Linked DNA regions of Mus musculus: regions 1 and 2 are each linked to region 3. A link is a contact called in public Micro-C and promoter capture Hi-C data. All regions are on one chromosome and are shown on one strand. Each heading gives the region's core, a stretch centred on a gene start, on an enhancer-like site or on the middle of the called end of the contact. The rest is flanking DNA. Distances are from core to core; before and after follow the strand shown. Region 1 holds the start of Mrfap1 (Morf4 family associated protein 1). Region 2 holds the start of Ppp2r2c (protein phosphatase 2, regulatory subunit B, gamma). Region 3 holds the start of Crmp1 (collapsin response mediator protein 1).

Region 1 (3,912 bases), core at 415-2,914, 450 kb after region 3:
TTTCTACAAAGTGCCCCATTCCTTCCCCATTCGATGCTGATGCTTTCAAAGTCACTCAGTAAAGATGAAGCAAAGCCCTTTGTTAAGGACAGACACACCCCTCACAGAAGGACAGACAGAGTCAGAGATAAACAGATTCCCAAGAGAGCCTTTAGGCAGGCACAGATTCAGAGTCACACAACAGACAGACAGAGGACAGACAACACAGGGAGCCTGAAACACACAGTTCGGATCTGGACTCACTCTTAGTTAAACAACTCCAAGAAGAATTGCTTCTGTTTCTTTCCTTAATGTGACACTGATACATTATTGGTAACTCAGAGGGAATCACTAATGGGTACAATCCATGTGCAGGGTTTTGGGTGGATTCATGGGTTCAACTAATTTGCTGGGTTGTACAGTAGAAGCTGTCTTAGCCATAGAGATCACATTCCCACCAATTAAGACGGGAGGGAGGGGCAGAGTGAGAGGGTGAGGGAGGGGAAGGGAGAGTAGTAGCGAGAGGGAGAGAAAGAAGAGAATTTCCTGGGATCAATGTATACCAGCCTTTCCCCATGTCAGGGTTCTGCAGTCTAAGTATCCTGATGCAGTGTGCAACAGTATCCCATTGTCCTCTGAACCATTTGCTTATTCATGTTCTTACCCTGGATTATTTTTAAACAAAAGCCACTGAGTGTAGAGTCCAATTAAAGATATGCACTTTATATATGCCTATGGTTGGTTTTTGCAAAATGGTTTCACGACTTGTGGTTAGAAAACCAGTGAGATACATAGTTTAGATTCCTGAGAAAGTACTGTCTGATCGTAGACTAAGAATTCGGCATCTCCCCTTAAAGTTCAGTGTTGGTTGAGTAACAGTTACGCAAATGTAGTCGTCTGAGCCAACTTCTGTCCTTTCCACAGCAAGTGATCACCAACTGAATGTGACCTGGGGCCTCAGAAAGCATCAGACAATAGTTTCACCTTAGGAAGCCAGGAGCTCTGTCAGGTAAAAACACACCCAGCCACTCCGTCAATCAAGATATGATAATTCACTTAAACTAACCAAAGGGGCGGAGCTATGAGCAGGATGACTGTCCACACATGGCTTTCCAAGATTCCTCTTTCCCCAGTTTCGAAAAACTGTTTTTGTTGTTGTTGTTGTTGTTTGTTTGGTGGTTTTGATTTGTTTTGAAACAGGGTCTATGTACTGAACTCACTATGTACACCAGGATGACCTCAAACTCAAGGATCGGTCTGCCTGCCGCCTCTACCTCCCAGGTGCTGGAATTAAAGGCGGGCTCTTTTTCTTTTTTAAAAGTAAACTTGTCGGGTGCGGTGGCTCACACCTGCGACACGGGAAGCTACGGCAAGAGGACTGCCTAGAGTTCAAGATCAGTTTAAGCCAAATAATTGAGTTCCAGGCCAGCCTTGGCTACAGCGTGAGGTCCTGTTTCAAAAAGTAAATAAATAAAATCGGAATAAGATACAGGAAGGGACGAACTTCGCATCACCCAGAGCAGCTGCAAAAGCTGCGAAAGGGAGGCCGACCTAATGTCAGCGCGCGGCCGCAGAGGCGCTCGCCCCGCCCCTTCGTGGACGCGAGCGCGCCCGCCCCTTTCAGCGCGGCCGTAAAGAGGGGGCGCGGAGGTGTCGTGAAAGGGGTCGCAAAGCGCCGAGCGCTGGTTGACGGTTGAGACTCCATTTTGTTCGTCGCTCGCCCGCTCGGCAGTCACTCGTCTCCGTGGCTTCTCCGAGGCGGAAAGTTGGACCGGCGGCGGAAGTTTTGAGGACTCGGCCCGAGCTCCGTCCGTGAGGGTCGTGCAGACGAGCAGAGCAGCGGCGATGCGGCCCCTGGACGCGGTGGAGCTGGCGGAGCCCGAGGAGGTGGAGGTGCTGGAGCCCGAGGAGGACTTCGAGCAGTTTCTGCTGCCCGTCATCCACGAGATGCGCGAGGACATCGCGTCGCTGACGCGCGAGCGCGGGCGCGCGCCGGCGCGCAACCGGGGCAAGCTGTGGGAGATGGACAATATGCTGATCCAGATCAAGACGCAGGTCGAGGCCTCCGAGGAGAGCGCCCTCAACCACCTGCAGGGTGCCGGCGGCGCCGAGCCCCGCGGCCCCCGGGCGGAGAAGGCCGACGAGAAGGCGCAGGAGATGGCGAAGATGGCCGAGATGCTGGTGCAGCTCGTGCGGCGGATAGAGAAGAGCGAGTCTTCGTGAGGAGCCGGCCGCGGTAAGGGCGGGAGCCTGGCGGGGCGTGGGCGACGGTGGGGGAGGAGGCTGGCTTGTCGCCTCGGGAGTAAACTAGGCCCCCCCTGGGGAAGGAGTAATAGCAAATCGTCGGCGGGGAGACCGTGGAAGTTTCCAGATGGTGCTGGAGAGCATGGGGCCCTAAGTGAGACAGCGTCCAGAAGGGGGCCGGGTATTTGCTTTGCTGTCCGGACAGCGTGATTAACCTCTCGGTGATGAATCTCTCCCGCCCGTGCCTTAGGTTTCCAGCCAATGGATTCTGGTTGAGTGATGGCGATTGGCTGACATGACACCCTGGAGAAGCTGAAACCAGAGAGCCTTTTGTTTTCCTTTTTTTTTTTTTTTATCTCCTTCTTATTTTTTTTTCTTTTCCCCTCTGTCTTCCCTCTGTTTCTCACTGACACTACGTTTCTGCTATGGTCTGCGGTTGACGACCTCGATATGAGTTTTTGATTATTCGGTGGTTCCTTTTTTTTGTTTGTTTGGGGGAAATAACTTTGATTTGGAAAATGCGCTCACATACGGGAATTAGGGCCTAGATTGTAAGCCCTGTGGCAGTTGAATAACGTTCATTCCTGGCCTTTGGTTGTTGTTCCTAAATTTTGAGGTGCTTTGCTCTTTCTTGGGTGACCTGATAGCTCCCTGAACTTTGAATCTCTGTGACACTTGAGACTCAGAGTTGAAGCTCACCGCCTCTGAAAGTTCTGAAGGAGCTGTGTTAATTCTCGAAGACTCCATGCAGCAATGGCAGAAGAGACCAGACTTCATCCGGGACAGTGGATGGGCCTTACATGGCTAGGACTGATGACCTGGGAGAAGGGTCGGAGGATAGTATTGTTTCTATTGGGGGACTTTAATTTCTGTGTGAGACCAAAGGAGGAGAGATGTATTTTGTGCAAAATTTAAATTTTATGTGCTACACTATCTATTGTAACCTGCCTGGTGAGTTTGTTGGGACAGCCTAACTCATTTCTAAAAGAAATGGAACCTCGGATGGGAGAAGAGGTCTTGTTAGTCTGTACAAGTTGGTATCCCCATATATTCGAGGAGATCCTGGCCATAAAATGAAAGATCCTTGCAATACCCTGTGTGGCCTAGGAAGGAAAACCTGCAATGGACCCAAAACTTAAAAGAAGAGGCGTCTTAAAGGTTCATATGTAGTCGAACTATAAATGTATGAGTGGCAGACCTGATAAGCGTTTGAGGTCAAAACCCTTACCATGTTGAAAACAAAATCTTACATGTTAATAAAAGTATTCGTTTGCTTGAAAAGATCAGCCCGGAGAGTTACTAAGAAATATTAAGTGAAGTCTTCCTTCAGTGGCCTGTGTTTAGTTTAAATGAACATTCTCCAGTTTTGGGAGTCTGGGTAAGCAGAAGGGGATTTCGACTGCTGTAGGAAACGTGAGAATAGGAAAGTCTTGATTCCTAGTAGCAAGTCCACAGTCTTAGCCTCTGAGACCAGTCCTTTTACTTGCCTTTTACTTGACTCCTGTTCTTTACCAGTCTTGATGATACAACAGCAACAATGTATTGACTCCCTTCAGACAAGAAGGGCTGGGTCCCCAACTGCTGGGATTGACCCTGTGTGGCCATCATCTCATTCCTAGGTGGCCAAAGTCTAGGGCCCTCCCTTTTAAGGACACCCCACCCTAGACATCTTAGAATTCTTGTGTCTGC
Region 2 (3,853 bases), core at 1,244-3,743, 370 kb after region 3:
ATGAAAATCTGTCAGGATGCTATAGTATGAAGGGAGGGGAGGAAGGAGCAGGGGCGGGGCGGGGGGCTTCATTTAGGGAGATCAAAATTCCTACCTCCTTCCAGTTAGATTCTTTGGGAGTTTCACTCTATAACGTTACTCTTCTACATCCCTGAATGGTAGGGGTATCTGAGTCATGGGTCCTACACACACTGCTCACTGCCCAGGGCTCATGGTGAGACTTTTCCACCAGGCCCTATGTGAAACGCTAGGGCACAGTAGGTGCTCAACACATTTCAATCACCTCTACAGATCGAAGGTGGCCCTTCCTTGATTTCTCAGAGTTTGTTTACTCCCATTGTACAAATAGGAAAACTGAGGCATATGAAAACAGGCTTTCCCACAGGTCACAGGGCTCGTTGCTATAACACAGGATGAATAGGGCAAGGGACCTCCATCCAACTCGAGCGTTGGAATCCGAAAGTTCAGCGGATGGCAGTAGCGGCCACGGAACCATGAAGGTACGTCCTCCAGCGAACCTTGCTGAGGTGGGTTTATTAAAGAAGAGGAAGTAGGATACCGGATGGGAGCAATACTTTGCGCTGTCCCCGTGTGGTGGGCACCATGCGTTTTGTGATTGGTACACAAAAGCTCTGAGGCCCGCTGGATCGTTCCCAGTGTGCAGATGAGGAAACTGAGGCTTTCCCCAGGAAAGCCAGAGCAACACTAGCCCTGCACACGACTCCCTGCCAAGAAGCCCATCTGCGGACCAGCCACGCAGGCTGCTTTCTCGGTTAGGCAGGCTGTGAGCAGATAATCATCTTCACGAAGCGCGACCCTCCTCCGCATCACCTAGCGGGCGACAAAGGGCTGAGTTCTGCGCCAGGAGCCTCCCAAAGCCCCGTTAGGGCAGCGCCGCCACCCAGTCCGGGCCTGGCAGCCCTGCCCCCTCTCCCCGCACACCCCGCGGCAACGCGTGACTCAGCGGTTCTCCTCGGCGCGCGGAGCCCAGCTCTCAGCATCAGCATCCGCACGCCCGGGTCGCACACCTAGCCTCTGCCTCCGGGGTCCGCGCGCCCGCCGGGAGTCGCCGCGCCCGCCTCATTTCCGGCGGAGCTCGGCACTGGGGAGGCCATGCCCACGCAGGATCCTTGGAGCAGGCACCCACGCGCGCCAGCCCCCGGGACTCAGCGCCAGGGCCCCTCCCACCGGGTCAGCCACCTGCTTAAACCATGGACACCCTCCCAACTAGGCCCACAGCCCCGGGAAAGAGGCGCCTACGCTGCCCGGGAAGCTCACCAGCACCCGTGTGCAGGCGGGCTACTGTGGCTAGGTCTGGTACTCCCTCACTGCAGCCTATTCACTTCTGCGGCCCCTGGCTGAGCTCTGGAGCTGTCCCCACCGTTCCTGTGGCCAGTCAGGGCCTGGGGACTCCGGAAGTTACCGTCACATTAGCAAAGGACACTGATCCTCTGAATCCCACCAGCCTTTGGTGGGGGCTGACGCACAGGGCCAACTTAGGGGGTTTTAAACGCAGAACCTGTTTGAGGTAGGATGCCCCACTTTTCCGGAAAACCATGAAGGTCTGGCCCAGCTCCTGTCTGAGTAGCACTACCTAGGAATAAAACAGTAGCTCCTACGAGCCTCCTTCCCCCTCCCACGCAGGGGAACTGCCTCAGGAGGCCAGGGAGGTGCCAGGGCAGCTGAACCCTAGAGGATCTGGCAATGGAATTTTTCCCTCCTGGGTCCCTCTCCAGGGAGTGGGCAATCTAGAAATTTCTGCGAGCTTTGGCCCCGCTGAAAGGGCAAATGAAGGATTTTTAAGCCTTTCCAGGTCCTGGAGATTTCCACGCCAGATCTGCTGCAGCCTTGGGCTTTGTAAATGATAGTCAGGGCCCGATCCAATGCCACCCGGCGGGGGAAGGACAGATGCGGTCCCGAGGGCAGCACGGAGGAGGGCGCTGGGCAGCGGCCGAAGCCCCCGGGTTCCCTCCCTCCCGGCCCGGGGTCGGGGTGGGGGTGGGGGGGGACACGACACACAGCGCGCGGTCCAAACCTTCGGAGGGCATTCGGTGCGACGGCATCCCCACGCCGCGGCCGGCCGGAGGGGGTCTCAGACAACACGTACGTTACCTTCTGTCACATAGCTGTGGTCCCGCAGGAAGCTGTGGTTAATTTTCCGCGTGTCCGTGTCCTCGCCCATTGAAGGCCGCGCCCGGTGCCCTGGGCATGCCCCGCCGCCGCACACCGATGCAATCCACAGAGGTCGCGCCGGGCGCGCGGGCCATGCCGCCGCAGCCTAGCAGGGTCTCGGGCCGCCGGGGCCCGGGAGGGCGGGCATCGCGGTCGGGTGGTCGGGGATGGGCGGGCGGGCGCCGCGCTCAGGCGAGCGTAAGGCGGGCAGGCGGCGGCCGCAGCGTGGGGCGGGCCGGGGCTCGGGCGCGCATCCCGGCCGCTCCGTTCGCGCTGCGTCCGGGCGCCTGGCGGTGGCGGCGGCGAGGGGACGCGCGCGGCGCTGAGCCGGGCTGCGCCGTGGCGGGGCCGTGTCGCAGGCCCCTCCCTCCGCTGCACGCCTCTCCGCCCCCGGCCGTGCAGCCACCGCGCAGGTGGAGCTGATGAGCCGAGCCCCGCCACAGCGGTCACCTCCGGAACCAGGGACACCTATCTAGAGTTGAGGCCACCTTGGTGGCCAGGTGTTGCAATAAGGGACAAGGCGGTTGGAGGAGAGACTTAGGGGTGTCGGGAGCGCGAGGATATCGCGGCCCTTTATTAAGGAAAAGACGGGGTTTTTCTGACAATTGCGGGGGCAGAGGGAGGGCGCCCCACCCAGAACGCCTTTGGGGACAGAAGGTCAGCACCCCATAAGGCAGAGCTGGATAATTCGTCTGGGGGTGAGTTACCCTCTGTCCTGTCCACGTTTCTATTCAGGCACCTGTATGGGAGCACAGAGGCTGTTTGGCTGTGTTTGCTCCTTAGAGCCTCTCTGCCAAGGAAGGGCTTCCTCCCTGCCTCTCATCTTCCTCCCTTCTAGTTCTCCTTTCTTCCTCTCCCTTTTCCTCTTCCTTCCCTCCCTCACCTTTCAGTACTTCCTTGCTCCCCCTCCCTTTTCTTCCTTTTCAGTACATATCTCCTTGCTTCCTTCTTCTGTTCCTCCCCCTTTTCCTCCCTTCCTCCCATACTCATCCAGGTACTTCCAGCATCCCACATGAGCCAGGCAGAGGGAGGCGGGGCAGCTGCAGCGGGAGCGGGGTGTGCTCACCTCTTTAACCAAGCAGCCACCCCCTTCTACTGACTCCTACCTTGAGGAGTTTGGAGCATGGGCCTTGGGAGTGTTGATCCTCCACCTTCCTGGGTTCTCAGAACGTTCTGCAGCGACAGGAGTGCAGCTTCAGCCTCCTTTGGGAGAGGCTAGGCAATGAGGTAAGCAGGGAGAGTAGCCCAGAATTCAAGGCGTTAGGCACAGCTTGGGGAGAGGGGGTACCGAGGCTGCTCCCACTTCAGAGCTAGCCTTGGGGGCCCCAGGCACCTCCCCAGTACAGTCCAGAGGATGTTGGAAGGGAGAGGGTGGGTTAAAGGGACTCTGGTTTCCTGCTGGAGAATGAGGGCTTCCAGAGCTAGGGCTGATTCCACAGAAAGGCCTACTGAGGACTGCAAGGAGTAGCAAGTAACCCCAGAGTCCTGCAGGGAGTCTGGGGAGGGAGCAGAGGAAGGCTAAACCCCCTGAGATCTGGAGCTTGCCCCAGCCTGGACTTCTCTATCACGGAGCAGGCCACCATTACCTACTTCCCTACCTGGGTTTAGATTCAGGGACAAAACACCCAAACAAGCTCACTCCCCAAGGGAAGGTGAATGGCAACTACATGGTCTCCCCCTG
Region 3 (3,668 bases), core at 38-2,537:
GAGTCCACAGCTCTCTCTCCCCAGCCAGGGAACTTCTGGAGGGTGGGGCCAGGCTGCCGAGCCAGCCCAGCCCAGAGCTCAAGGGACAGCTTCCCAGAGCTGCTCCAACTTCTGTTTCCCAGACACGTGGCTCTGACCTCACCCACCCTGTCCAGGACTCTTCTGTCTGACCATCCGTATTCCCTGGTAAATTCCAACTTAGGGAAGAAAATCTCTAAAGCCCAAGCCCTGGTCATGTCTTTTCCTGAGGTCCCTCCTCACTTTCGGAAGTCGGGGAGTCCATACGCCTGGGTTCAAATCCCGGGTTCGCCTCCAATTTACACATCCAGGAGTGTCCTGGATGATTTCTTACTGCCCAGCATCTGAACCCTTAACCACATCGTCCCCCCAGGGAGGGGCGGGAGCAGCTGTATGAACAGAGTCATTCCGTGAACCTCTCCCAGAGCCAAGTGCAGCCTAAGCGTCCACGATCACTGGGTGAGCGGATAGATAGATGGAAGAAGACAGAGAATGCTCACCTTTTCACAGAACCCCAGAAGGTGAACGAGGCTTAAATTCACCTTACAGGTCCCTTAGCGGCAGCTGCAGCAACTTACTTCCCCTCTCAGAACCTGGCTTGGCTTTCTGAGGCTATGCTGGCCAACCCTGGCCTATCCTACAACCTCTCTGAACCTCTTGTAGGATGATGTGGGGGAGGGGCCGTAGCAGTCCCCCAGAACCTGGTGGCAGCGGGGCCCCCACACTCGCCCTCGCGCCACCCAAGCCCTGGGTCTCCAAGGGCCCCGCCCCCCACGTCCGGCCCACGTGCCCCGAGGGTACCTGGCCATTGTCCCGGCCGAGTGGCAGGTCGCGGGGCGCAGGACATCGGATGCGCAACGCTGGCGGTCTGTCATCGCGATCGCCTGGCGAACTGACAGCAGAGCCCGAGGGCTCGCTCACATCACTGGCCGTGTCTTCGCTGCCGCCGGGGCACGGCAGGCCCACGGCGTCGGGCCGGCCAGCGCTGCGTGGTGTGCGCGCGGAGCCGCGGCGGCCCACGCTGTAGGCGTCGAAGTCGATGGTCTTGTTCTCGTAGGCGCCCTCCACGGCGGCGAACATGCCGCCGTACTTCTGGCGCGGGGTCTGCGCCGCGCTGCCTGGCCGCGCCAGGTACACCGGCAGGTCGTCCTCCGTGTTCCACGCGCGCCGCCGCTCCGCCATCCCCGTCTCCGGCGGTCAGCTCTCGCCACCGCTGGCTCCGCGCTGAGCGCCTCGGTGCGGGCCCGCGGCGGCCCAAGCGCGACTGCGGTCGGGCAAAGAGGGAGGGAGGAAGGGCCGGGGCGTGGCCCGCGAGGGGCGTGGCCGGGGCGGGGCGGAGCCTACGGTGACCAAGACCAGCGCCACTGCCAGCTACAAAGGACCGTGGAGGCGGGGACAGCGGCCGGGGCGGGGAGGATGGTGACGTGCAGTAGCCGCAGCGCGGAGGGCGGGCGGCCGAGCCGCAGTGCCCTCCACGCACCCGGCTCTCCGCCTCTAGAAGGAGCGCAGGGCGCGGGCAGAGACGGGGTGGGGGCGGTGCGCGGGTGCACAACACACATACACACACGCACGTACACACGGTTAAGCTTCACCTCACAAACAAGAGTTGCACAGACATCAGCATGTCTGTACATGGTACATACACCCAAATCAGGTACCTCCGCGCTCCCTCCAGACAGCTAGCACACCATAGATACACACGCACACGCTCACACACGCTCGCGCGCGCACACCAGAGATTCCCTGTCAGGCAACCCCACGCACCACCAAAAATCATACAAAAATTAAATGATCTTAGATGCACAGTCAGAGGCATACACATCCAACTCCCCATTGGCTCACTCGACACTACTACACTGATTGCCTGATAGGATCTGGCACTAGTGTAGGTGCTGGGCACAGGACTAAGAGTAGAATGAAATCCCTGGTGTCAAGGGCCAGCTTCTAAAAGGTATGATAGAGAATGCAGCCTGCAGCACTCAGGAACAGAGGTTCCTATCCCATAGCAAGGAGGTCATGTTAGCATTACACTCCCAGACACTTGTCACTGAACCAATGACTCACACTCGTGCTGGATACACAGCCCAACAACATCTCAGGGTAAAGAATTTCCACACCACTACCAAAAGCAACCTCACAAAGGCTCCTTCACACACAGGCCTGTAGACTGCTGATAGGGAATTCGTGCACATCCCTACCAGACACGAGGGAAGGAAGAACTCTTGAACAGAACACTTAGGAAACAAATATGCAGGGATAGACACACAGGCAGTAGGCAATGACCCAGACGATAGCCTCCATCTATGGGCAGCTCCCACATCCTGAATACAGCCCACTCCAACTATGCCTGGAGCTTAATGTCTAGACTTGAGGGGCTTCTTTAACCAGGAAGAAGTATGGAGACTTGGGATCCCCTCATTTATTTATGACTTTCTAGCATAGGGGTTATGAGATTCCCTGGGGACCCAGGAATCTCAGCTGTGCTCTCTGGATGGAAGGCTCACAAGCTGCCAGCCCCCTAGGCAGACAAGTCCAAACTGGCAATCAGGATTGCTGGGGAACAGTAGGAAGCCGATTCAGCATCTGTCCCTTCAGTTAGCTTCCCCGGGCTAGGAGCTGTCCTTTCAGCACCCCACCAAAGGTCAGAGAAGTCTGTAGCCAACCTTGGAGAACTCCAGACAGACAGTAAACGTGACTGTTGAGACCTTAACCAGAGGACTCTGCCACATAGGAGGATCTGCGACATCAGCTGACACCTCACGCTCCCTCTGTGATTTAGCCAGTCTGCGCTGCAAGCAGGACGCTTCTGCTGTTGGGTTGAGGAAGCAGGAGAAGCAAACAGCTACCTCTCCATTCCATTTCATGTGGCTGCTCCTGTCTACCTGAGACCTCATGATTATCCAGTGTCAGTGGTCAGTTGGAAAGTTCCTTCCCTCCCCCCTTTATCTATACTTGCACACAGGGGCTAATGCTGAGCACACAGGAAAGTACAAAGTCCTTGTCCTCAGTGTCTATTCTAATTAAGTGCATGGTCTTCCACCCACCTCACCCATACCCTGGCTCTTCTATCCGCTTGTTCCTACATCCCATGAAGATTCAGTTCACCCAGGCATTCCTCTTGAAATAAGAAGAACTACACTGCAACCGTCCTCAATCTTTAATTGAAAACTCTGAAATACAATCCACAACATGTCCTGTGCTAGAAAAGCTGATGCTGAGGTCCACAGTGGGTTTATTCCAGAGCCTCACAAGGATTAATGGTGATTATATCCATATAGCATAGGTAGCTGGGTGTAGTCATGTACACCTTTATTCCTAGCACTCAGGAGACAAGCATATGTCTGTGAGTTTGAGGCCATCCTGGTCTGCATAATGAGCTTCAGGCCAATCAGAGTTACACAGTGAGACCCTGTATCAACAACAACAAAGATAACAGAGACTCCATATATCTGAGTTAGACAGGACTTTCAAAGCTCAAGCTTTCTACTCCATGCTACAGTCAACAATTTGGGGACACAGTCTCTCTCTAGACCTGCCAATAGTGATAGAAGCCTTATTGCTTTTTTAAAAATCCCAGGCCCAGAGAGATGACTTAGTAATTAAAAGCACCTGCTGCCTTGCAGAGGACCTGAATTCAGTTGTTAACACCC

The links. Promoter capture Hi-C pulls out the DNA fragments that hold promoters and counts their contacts. Hi-C and Micro-C count contacts between places; a contact is called where the count stands out from the background.
Region 1: a contact with region 3 is called in a promoter capture Hi-C map of embryonic stem cells, with 2.4 times the contacts expected there. The contact joins the promoter of Mrfap1 here to the promoter of Crmp1 in region 3. A contact is called at or near these places in 3 of 39 promoter capture datasets (embryonic stem cells, neural stem cells and stem cell-derived epiblast-like cells) and 1 of 484 Hi-C or Micro-C datasets (embryonic stem cells).
Region 2: a Micro-C map of embryonic stem cells shows a contact between it and region 3, with 2.3 times the contacts expected there. The contact joins the promoter of Ppp2r2c here to the promoter of Crmp1 in region 3. A contact is called at or near these places in 8 of 39 promoter capture datasets (the 3T3-L1 cell line, the C10 cell line, embryonic stem cells and 3 more), 5 of 484 Hi-C or Micro-C datasets (all in embryonic stem cells) and 1 of 115 datasets of contacts at active chromatin or transcription factors (embryonic stem cells).

What each region holds. Positions count from the first base shown.
Region 1 is chr5:36,794,506-36,798,417 of GRCm38.p6, reverse strand. It overlaps Mrfap1 (Morf4 family associated protein 1), which reads left to right and starts at 1,664. Exons shown (of 2, transcript NM_026242.3): 1 at 1,664-2,215; 2 at 2,474-3,551. The coding sequence starts at 1,825. The coding sequence ends at 2,202.
Region 2 is chr5:36,867,150-36,871,002 of GRCm38.p6, reverse strand. It overlaps Ppp2r2c (protein phosphatase 2, regulatory subunit B, gamma), which reads right to left and starts at 2,493. Exons shown (of 9, transcript NM_172994.3): 1 at 2,113-2,493. The coding sequence starts at 2,182. It overlaps Gm52812 (a long non-coding RNA gene), which reads left to right and starts at 3,150. Exons shown (of 2, transcript XR_003955898.1): 1 at 3,150-3,399.
Region 3 is chr5:37,239,677-37,243,344 of GRCm38.p6, reverse strand. It overlaps Crmp1 (collapsin response mediator protein 1), which reads right to left and starts at 1,287. Exons shown (of 14, transcript NM_001136058.2): 1 at 820-1,287. The coding sequence starts at 1,200.